Regions from separate parts of the Mus musculus genome. Here region 1 is linked to region 2. A link is a contact called in public Micro-C data. All regions are on one chromosome and are shown on one strand. Each heading gives the region's core, a stretch centred on a gene start, on an enhancer-like site or on the middle of the called end of the contact. The rest is flanking DNA. Distances are from core to core; before and after follow the strand shown.

What was found. Hi-C and Micro-C count contacts between places; a contact is called where the count stands out from the background.
Region 1: a Micro-C map of palatal mesenchyme shows a contact between it and region 2, with 1.8 times the contacts expected there. The contact joins the promoter of 2610027K06Rik here to the enhancer-like site in region 2. A contact is called at or near these places in 10 of 39 promoter capture datasets (the C10 cell line, the HPC-7 cell line, cranial neural crest and 5 more), 2 of 484 Hi-C or Micro-C datasets (bone marrow-derived macrophages and palatal mesenchyme), 11 of 115 datasets of contacts at active chromatin or transcription factors (bone marrow-derived macrophages, craniofacial prominence, embryonic basal ganglia and 8 more) and 1 of 9 other capture datasets (embryonic stem cells).

The regions. Positions count from the first base shown.
Region 1 is chr11:85,830,509-85,835,156 of GRCm38.p6, reverse strand. 2610027K06Rik (RIKEN cDNA 2610027K06 gene) reads left to right here and starts at 2,769. Exons shown (of 5, transcript NR_077059.1): 1 at 2,769-2,989. It overlaps Tbx2 (T-box 2), which reads right to left and starts at 2,542. Exons shown (of 7, transcript NM_009324.2): 1 at 1,656-2,542; 2 at 270-537. The coding sequence starts at 2,050. RefSeq lists a promoter at 2,017-3,007 and an enhancer at 4,637-4,648.
Region 2 is chr11:85,425,507-85,429,979 of GRCm38.p6, reverse strand. All of the region lies in intron 7 of Bcas3 (breast carcinoma amplified sequence 3), which reads right to left. Among named protein-coding and RNA genes, the nearest start is that of Bcas3, 75 kb to the right of the region's middle. Within about 2 kb of position 1,454, at least 18 of the 459 cell types and tissues checked have an H3K27ac peak or open chromatin away from gene starts, as enhancers often do. A contact at or near this core is called in palatal mesenchyme, where this site is marked.

The DNA of each region.
Region 1 (4,648 bases), core at 1,520-4,019, 400 kb before region 2:
CTAGGAGGGGCTCTCAAAATTCTGTTAGAAAGAAACTGAGATTGAGAGCAGCCTGGAGCTTTCCACAAACAGTCGACATACTTTTCCTCAGGCTTGCAGAACAGGGCTCTGGAAGCCTAGGCCCAGTTTGCCTGGGCCACAGACAGGGGCACTGTGGGTGGGGGGTGTTCAACTAATGCTCCCCTCTAGAAATCCTCTAGCTTCCTTCTACCCACTCGACTGTGGGGGCCCCTGGGCTCTCAACACCTTCCCAACCTGCCCACACTCACAAAGCCATGCTTGTCAGAAATGTTGTTGGTCAGCTTCAGTTTGTGGAAGGCCACAGGCTTGGCCATCCACTGTTCCCCTGTGGCCGGACTGTCCGGGTGGATGTACATGCGTTTAGGCATCTCGGGGTCGGCTTTGCCTGCCACCATCCAGCGGGAGTTGTGAAACTTATAGCGGCAGTCATCGGCAGCCACGATGTCCATTAGCAGGATGTATTTGGCTTTCTTGTCCAGGCCGCTGACTCGCACCTTGAAGGGGGGGAACATCCGCCTCGGAGGGAGGGAAGGGGGACATGCCATTGGGACCCGGCTCTTTTTTGTCCCTTTACCTTCCCGACAATGACATGACATCCTACTTGAAGCTTCCCTATCTACATAATTTGTCACAATGTCCTCCACTTGTGCTGTGTTGCTACCTGGAAAGACCCAGCCTGTGCTTCTTACTCCCAAGACATCCTATTTCTGCCGGCCAGAGCCTGTTTTGTAAAGCTTTGGATGCGTTTTGCACTCAGTCTGGAGACCTTTCCTCCACTCTGATCTAAGATGAGGGTTGATGCCCAGGAAAGGAAACTAGGCCCTTTAGAGATACACTAGGCTTTTCTGAATTGCCTTGAAATTCGTAGAGAGGAAATAAACTCTTGGGACAGGGCTTGAAGAAATAAACTATCAAGGTCTTTGTCTGGGAGAAACGATTTAGAGGCTTAATCAGGGAACCCTAGCCTAGAATTTCGGGGGAACAGGGTGAACCTGAGGCCTGGACTTTCAGAGACTGGAGTGCTGGGAAGATTGGGGATTTTATTTTTCTTCTGGCTTTAAGGCCTCAAGAGGTGGCTGGTCCAGTGCTCCAAGCTCCAAGGACAAGCAAGACTCTCTCCAAGGCCTAGCTGTGGGCTGGACAACTCTCTGCCGGAACCAAGTGGTCAGCCTGGAGCTAGCAGGAGGCGGGATGCTAGTCCCACTATGGACTCCAGTGATCAGAGCGGAGAATCCGGGAAAGATCCCTTTTCTTAGGAACTTCCAGACCGTCCAGGAGACGGAAAAAACAAAAACAAAAACAAAACAAAACAAAACAAAACAAAACAAAAAAAAAACAGTGAGACCGCAAGGGGCTGTGGAGACCCGCCAGAGTCTCCGGGGCTTTGAGACTCAGAACAGTTGGGACTATTCTTTAGGAACGTGTTTTCGTTTTATTTCAATCGAGAGATGTTTGCTTTTCTTTTTCTTTTTTAATTCGCTCCGGAGCCAAACGGAAAAAAAAAAAAGTCAGCTTGCTTGTCTGTGGAAAGGAGTGTGGCGCCAGGGCCGGAGCGGGGGCAATCCGAGAGAGCATCGACCCAGTGGTGGTGGGTGCTGTGCGGTCCCCGAGCCCGCCCGCCCGGCCCGTCCTACCTCCCGGACTTGGTGATGACCATCTCGGTGCCCAGCTTGTGGAACTGGTCCCACAGCTCCTTGGCCTCCAGCGTCACCTTGGGGTCGTCCTCCACCTCGTCCTCGGGTTCCAGGCTCTTGAGCGAGCGCAGATGCGCGGCGGGCGGGTGCGGGCCGAGTGCCGAGACGTGCAGCCCCGCCTCGGCCGCCGCCGCCGCCGCTGCTGCCGCGGCCGCCGCCCCCGCCAGGCCCGGGTCCGGCAGAGGCTTGCCTAGCGCGCCGGGCGGCAGCGCTAGCGCCGGGAAGAAGGAGGGCTGCGCTGCCGCCAGGAAGGCGGACATGGGGAAGTCGGCGGGCCGTGGCGCGTGGAACGGGTGGTAAGCCATGGCGCTGGCTGCCAGCGCCGGCTCTCTCATCGGGACATCCGGCCCAGGCTCCTGGGAGCCGGGGCCGGGGCCGGGGGCGCGCGCCTCGGACCCCCGGCCCGGGCGGCGGCGCGCGCGGAGGACGGACGGCCCGGGCGGCGGGCGCGGCAGCGGCTTCTCCCGGCTCCCCGTCCCGCGCACCTCAAGGGGCGCAGGGCTCTGGACGCGGGGGCGGAGGGGGCGCTGCGCGGGGCTGGGCTGGGCTGGGCTGGGCTGGGCTGGCCGGCTCCGGCGCCGGGGACCACGCGCGACTGGTTAGATCTTGTCCTGATCTCTGGAAAACTGTGACTATCTCACATGTCCTGCCCTGTTCGGATCCCCTGCGCTAACGAGCCAGGCCCCCCTTGATTGCTGATTTTACGCTTTTTGGACCAATTGTGGGTCTCCGGGGGCGGGGTTTTGACAGCTCAGGCCAAGCTCTGGACGGGAGGGGAGGCCAGGGAGAAGGTGTCGGAAGCCTCAGCAGTAAGAAAACATGTCAACAGAATAAAATATTAACCAATGACGGGCCAGCGGGCCCCGAGACCCCTCCCCCTGGCCTGGCCCCCACCTCGCCGCCCGCGCCCGCCGCTGCCTGGGCGAGGGCTGGAAAGCGCAGAGGACCGATCTGACCCGCCGTAAGGGCCTGAGGCAGGGGGCGCCCGGGTCCCGGGGCCTTGGGGAAGGACCCCCTAGCCGCATGCCGGCCCCAAGTGCAAAGCATTGACACGTTCCGGAGAGGAGAGGGGGCGCCCTTTCCCTCCCGCGCCGGGAGGCCCGGCCGCTCTTGCCTGCGACCCAGCCTGGCCTCCCACCCCACTCCCGGTCACCGCCCCGGGTCCATGCACTTCAGAGGGAGGCTGCGGGCACTGGAAAGCGAGGCCGGTGGGCGGGCAAATCAGGAGGCTCGGGCGGCCGAGGTCCCGGAGCCGAATCAGGTGTCCGGAGCCGGTGAGTGGGGAGCCATGGCAGAACCCTGATGGGGCCGGCACGGGCGGGAACGGGACGCCGCCTTGCGCTGGGGAAACGAAGGGTCCCCACCCCCACCTGCTCCTCCCCTCGTAGACTCAGGAACCTGGGGTTCCAGAAGGGCCGGGCATTTAGCCTAAAGAAGGTCTGTGTCAGGTCACTAAGCCAAAACCTTCTGGCGAGTAGGAAAATGGATCCTTGGGACCAGGTAGGTGAGCGCACCTTCTACAGAGCCCAAGGCGGTGCCGCGCTAGTTGATCCTAGAACTCAGATTCTCCACACGCGCCAGAAGGAATTTTCGCCGCATCCGGTACTGGAGATGCAAGCCCATCTATCTCTTCCTAAACTCTGGCATCTTTTCTTCTCAGTCACTTCTCTAGAGATTGTTTCCGTCCCTTGGAAGCTCAAGGCTCCCTAGTTCAGGAAAGCTGAGTAATGCGGATGGGAATCGAGGTGTTTGCCAGCAAGTGTGAACACCCCCTTCGACGATCAGTCTTCGTTATCTCTCTGGCAACAGCCCCAATGCATCTTCCTCTCTCTCTCTCTCTCTCTCTCTCTCTCTCTCTCTCTCTCTCTCTCTCTCTCTCTCTCTCTCTTTCTCTCTCTCTCTCTCTCTCTCTGTGTGTGTGTGTGTGTAAAACCATAATCAGGTGTGCCCAGAGTAAAACGATCATACACTTGCCTGTTTAGGGTTGAGGCTCACACCCTTGTGCTTGTTGGGGAGGGGAAGCAGGGTGTGAACTAGCCACAGTGGATACTCCCACCCTCCCAACCAGTATAAGCGAATTCTGCCGCTCCAGCCCTATGTCCCCGTGGTAGGCACCTACCACGTAAGTGGCCCAGGCAGCTTGCCCCTCCGCTGCATACACCAGGTCTTCAGGCACTTGGTAGCTGACCGCCCAGAAAGGCGTTTAAAAGCTAGTTGCCCCCGGCAGTACGGGGTTGAGACCAGCAGGAGTCGTTTGGCCTCCACGACCTTTTTTCCTATACATCTGAGCCAACACCAGGCGCTTGTAATTCTTCATAACCCTGTGCGCGCCTGCCCCACTGGGTTTTTCTTCAGGACCTTACTCCTAGGTCGCTTTTCTCACTCTTTTCTCTGCCCACAGTGAACCTTCAGCTCTAGCTTCGCGGTGTTCGCAGCCGGTGAGAGATCCATTGCAGCTTTGCACTGCTTCCAATTCAGACAGGATGTGGCTCCTCCAGGAGAGATGTGTCTGAACACACTTGGACAGTTAGTGAGGTGAACAAGAAGTAGTCAGTTCAGCTTTCCGAGTTGGCAGGACATTTGCTAAGTTGTGTGTATGGGGACAGGCACTTTAGTACCTTGTAAAAATGTGTATGTATCGAAGTATGTATTTTGGTCATTTTCCTGGGTAGCATACAGTAGCTGGTCTACCCGTTTAGGCCTGAGAGTTAAAACATGAAGGTCTGAGTTATTGGTCCACGAAATCGGACAGCTGTCGCCCAGTGGCTACATTAGGGGATCTGAATCCCACCTATAGAGCTAAGGACCTGCGACTGGTCAGAGACGTTTTCAGGGCAGGTTGGGTTTCCACCAACAGCTCCAGCCACCCCCCCACCCCCACCCCCATCACGTAGTCACCTGGATGACCTGCTTTAGCCGCTCTTAAGATTCTT
Region 2 (4,473 bases), core at 205-2,704:
ATTACAGTTGAACTGACATTGCTCAAACATAAAGAGACACTAATTGACAGCATTCAGTAGCTGGAATGCCAGTAGGGGACAGCAAAGGTAATTGATTCTAAGTGACTACAAATGGAAAGATGTGATTTCAGAACCCAACCTCATGGGAAACCTCCTGGAACAGAGGCAAGGAAGGACACATACTCCCTACCTGTCCTGGCCACTGGAATCCCATACTGATCTACAGAGGTTCCTAGAATGCATAAAACTACCCACACACATCTAAAGCGACGTCACCCAGCAATTCTGCTCCTAGTTATCAATGCCAAAGAATCAGAAATGAACACTGTGTGAGGAAGTATGTGCGTGTGCACTTGTGCATATGTGCATTCGTGTATCTAGAAATTAGCACTCAAAGCCACTGGAAGAAATAAATAAAGATGGTACTTGAGAGTTAGGAAGAGCAAGACATTTAAAAGTGGTTCATACCACTATTAGTTTTTATTAGCCCCTACTAACTTTTTATCTCTGCACAGCTTGTTGCCTGCAAAGATGAGGTTGTCTTTAACCTTAATGACACTAGCACATGTAATTCTTTGCTCTCAAGGGTTGATCTGCACTTTTTAGGACGTTTCTCAGCACCCTTGATTCTATCCATTATAGAAGCCACACGCCTCCTCCTACCCTCCCACACAACTGTCACAAGAAACTGTCAAGCAACCTGTGAGGACAGCCTTTTCTTCTTCCCATGTGGAAACAGTACCTTGTCTTACTACTGGAGAAGTAGATGGTAGAGGCCCCAGTGTGCCACAAAAACAACATTAAAAACTCTTCTTAGAATTAAAAGAGCAAGCATTTGAATCAGGCAGTTCTTTGAGACTGCTATCTAAATGGCACGCTAGGTGACCTACAAGAAGCATCTTAAAATCATATACACAATGTATGATTAACCCAGTAGCAAACAAAGATCCCTTATATTTTACTGTGTCTGTGTTATAATTTACTCAGTAAATTACATCCATATAGTCTTTGATTATAACAGATTTCAACCTTAGTTAAAGCAAATTACCTTCCTAGAAACCTCAGTTCTCTAATACAATAAAATCATCAAGTAACACAATTAGTGACATTTGGAAAGCTTTTATTCTGGTTAAATACCATATACTATATCAGCACAAGATCTGGCTGGAAGTGACGCTGCAGGCACTCATATTGTTCCAGATATTGAAAAGAACTGATAGAGCCTGGGAGTTCGAGACCATTCAGGACACCAAAGAGGGCCTTTATCACAACAAAACACACACACACACACACACACACACACACACACACGTCTTCCTGGAATATGACTTTAAAACTAAGCCATGTGAAAACCCCATGTTGCTCATGTTAACTGCTGGTCTCTCTCCACTGCATCCTTAAGATAATCACAGCAGACCAGTGCTCTCTTTGCAGAATTACTCACTGCACACACGCTCTGTTCTGCCAGCAGAGTAAGCGTGCCTGGGTGGAATTCCACAAAGTCAGAATCTATGCAGATGTTCCTTCCCGTTTGGTTTCCTTTAATTTGCAAATCTTGTAATCTAAGCCTGAAGTTGACTGAACCAACATTTAAACCAGCAGAGCAATATCAGCCAAAAACTCAATCTGTTTTCTATTTAAATGTCAAGACTGCATCCTTTTTGGTGGCTGAAAAAAAACTGTTGTTTTGAAATGATTACACAGTGGAACTGCAAGCCCTTTAGTAGTTTTATGAACTGCTTCTAAAAGGAAAGCTATGCTTTTAAAAGCCTTGAGGTTATGGAGCGGAAGGGAAACGTGGAACACAGAGATGCTTACTTTTATATTTCTAACTACCCATTGAAGGTACCTTAAACTAGACAACAGCAAAGAAACTTTCTTAAAGTTTATCACCGAGTCAAGATTGAAGTGCTACCCTGAGCCTTACTATCTTGAAGCAAGCTTCTTCCACCAAGGGGAGGGACACACAAGGATGCATTACAGCTGGGCATGAGAAAACTAATGTGGGGGTGGCCATGCTCATTATCTTGATTGGAGTGATGGTTTCACGGGTATATACAGATGTCAAAATGTATCAAACTGCACACATTAAGGAGGTGCAGTTAATCATGTTTCAATTATGCCTCAATAAAGATATATGTACAGCATTATACACATGAGCTTCTGTAGGGAATATAAACAAATTACAATTTTTCCGTGGAAGTAAAGATCCCTAAAAAGCAGTCCTAGCGTAGCCCACGAGGACTGGCAAAACAGAACAAAAACAGCAGAGGTGAACAAGCTCCACCCCCCAAAAGCTTTTATCCCAACTCAAAATCAGATAACTACATCAATATACAGAAAAGGCATTCCCAACAGTGAATAGAACTCTCTACTGTTCCTATCCTGGGATTCAAATCAGCGACTATGTGCCACGCCTAATGCATACCAGACTGCAGTGAAAACTCTGCCTCACCTAATCAGCATGGTGCCCCTGGATCACTCCCACGGTTCAAGATTACGGATCCCAAGAACAAGGACTGACAAGAACTGCTGCTCTTCATCTGCAATTTACTTCTGAATCTTTTCTCTAAAGTCTTCACAGTTTCCATTATTCCTATACATTTAGCCATAGCATGGAGACTAACTATAAAGCATCAATTTTAGGTTAATCCTTAGTGAAAAAAACTATAGAACAAGGAACAAGCAGAAATGAAACAAGATTCACCATTGATGGGTCAGCATCTTGTGTCATTACATCCAAGTTTCCTTCAAAAACATCTTTATTCAAATCTGAGTTCAGTCCCTAGAACTTACTTTAAAAAAAAAAAGGAGCAGTAGCAGCAACATTCTTACAGTAAAACGGGAGGCAAACACAGAACTTGTGAGAAGCTTGCTGACCAGTACCTCACAGGCCACACAGAGTAGAAAAGACAAGACGGAGCCTGTCTCAAAGGGGAGTGGAGGAAAGGTGACAACAAGAGGTGTCATCTGACTCACACGCATACACTGTGGCATGCACCTAAATATACATGCAACATATATACTAACAATTAATTAGTGACTTAGTCAGTCGGTTAAAGGAGCGTGCCTTAAATGCCAGCATTCAAGAGGCAGGAGAATAATAATAATAATTCAAGGCAGTCTGATCTACATAACAAGTTTCAGGCCAACATGTGTGACCTGTCTTTAAAAAAAAAAAAAGAAGAAGAAAAAAGACGAAGAGGATCCCCTTAAATACCACACAATAAAAACAAGAACAACAGCATAATTACTTGAGGCTCTACATAGTGACTAGAATCCTTTTCTTTATAATGTCTGTAAATGAAGAGAGATTAAATAGAAAATCAGAGCTGGAGAGATAGCTCAGCGGTTAAGAGCTGACTCTCTTCCAAGGGTCCTGAGTTCAATTCCCAGCAACCACATGGTGGCTCACCACCATCTGTCTGTAACGAGATCTGATACCCTCTTCTGGAGTGTCTAAAGGCAGCAACAGTGTGCCCACATACATGAAATAAATAAATATTTTTAAAAACTTTTCCATGAGAATCTTAATTTAATTGTATTCCAACTCAAAATTTTCTCAGAGAAAAAAATATTAGCTGCATGCCAAACTGACTTTGTATGGTAAATATAAATTAAGAAGGAAATATGAAGTCAGGCATGGTGGCACACACCTATTATCCCAGAAAAATCAGGAGGCTAAAAAAAAGGACTGCCATGAGTTCAAAGTCACCCTGGGCTACAAAATAAGCTTTGGGCTGGCCAGAACACGACCGGGCCATGCCTCAAGATAAAAATATTGTAAAACCTGGCTATATATCCCACATTCACCCCAAGTACTCAAAAGAGACAGGTAAGTCTGAGTTTGGGCCTAGCCTGATCTACACAGAGTCCAGGCCAGATGGGGATACACAGTTTGAACCCTGTCTGTATATGTCTGTGGGGGGAGGGGCTTAGGGGGGAGAGGGAAAGGGAGAGACGAAGAGAGGGAAAGAGGAGGGAGGAAAAGGAGAAAAAGAAAAAAGAGAGAACGGAGGGGAAAAGGAAGGGAGGACGAGAGAGAAGGAATTAAAGGGGGAGAGAGGGAGGGAGGGAAGGAGGTCGAAAGGAAGGAAGGGAGGGGAAGTCTGTCCTACTTATTATAATACACAGCCTGATTGTTGTTGGGGGCAGAGAAAGGGTGCTGGGGAAGCCCTCTGTGAAGTGTAAATCACATGATCCACTGTGTAGCAGACATTCAGTATCAGCATCACAGGAGTCTGGTGAGCAGCTGATGGGAGCAGATCACCAACACTGGAAGAGAGAGCCCAAGTTAGAGATCTCCACCAGGTCCATGGCAGTTGGAGCTCAGGGAACCCCATGGAAGAGGGGAAGGAAGAGTCATAGGAGAAACGGGCCAACAACAGCAGAAGAACACAGCCCACACAAAAATCAACTAAGCAGGACTCACAGAGCCTATGAGGGTCTGAGCTAGGTCCTCTGCATGTGTTA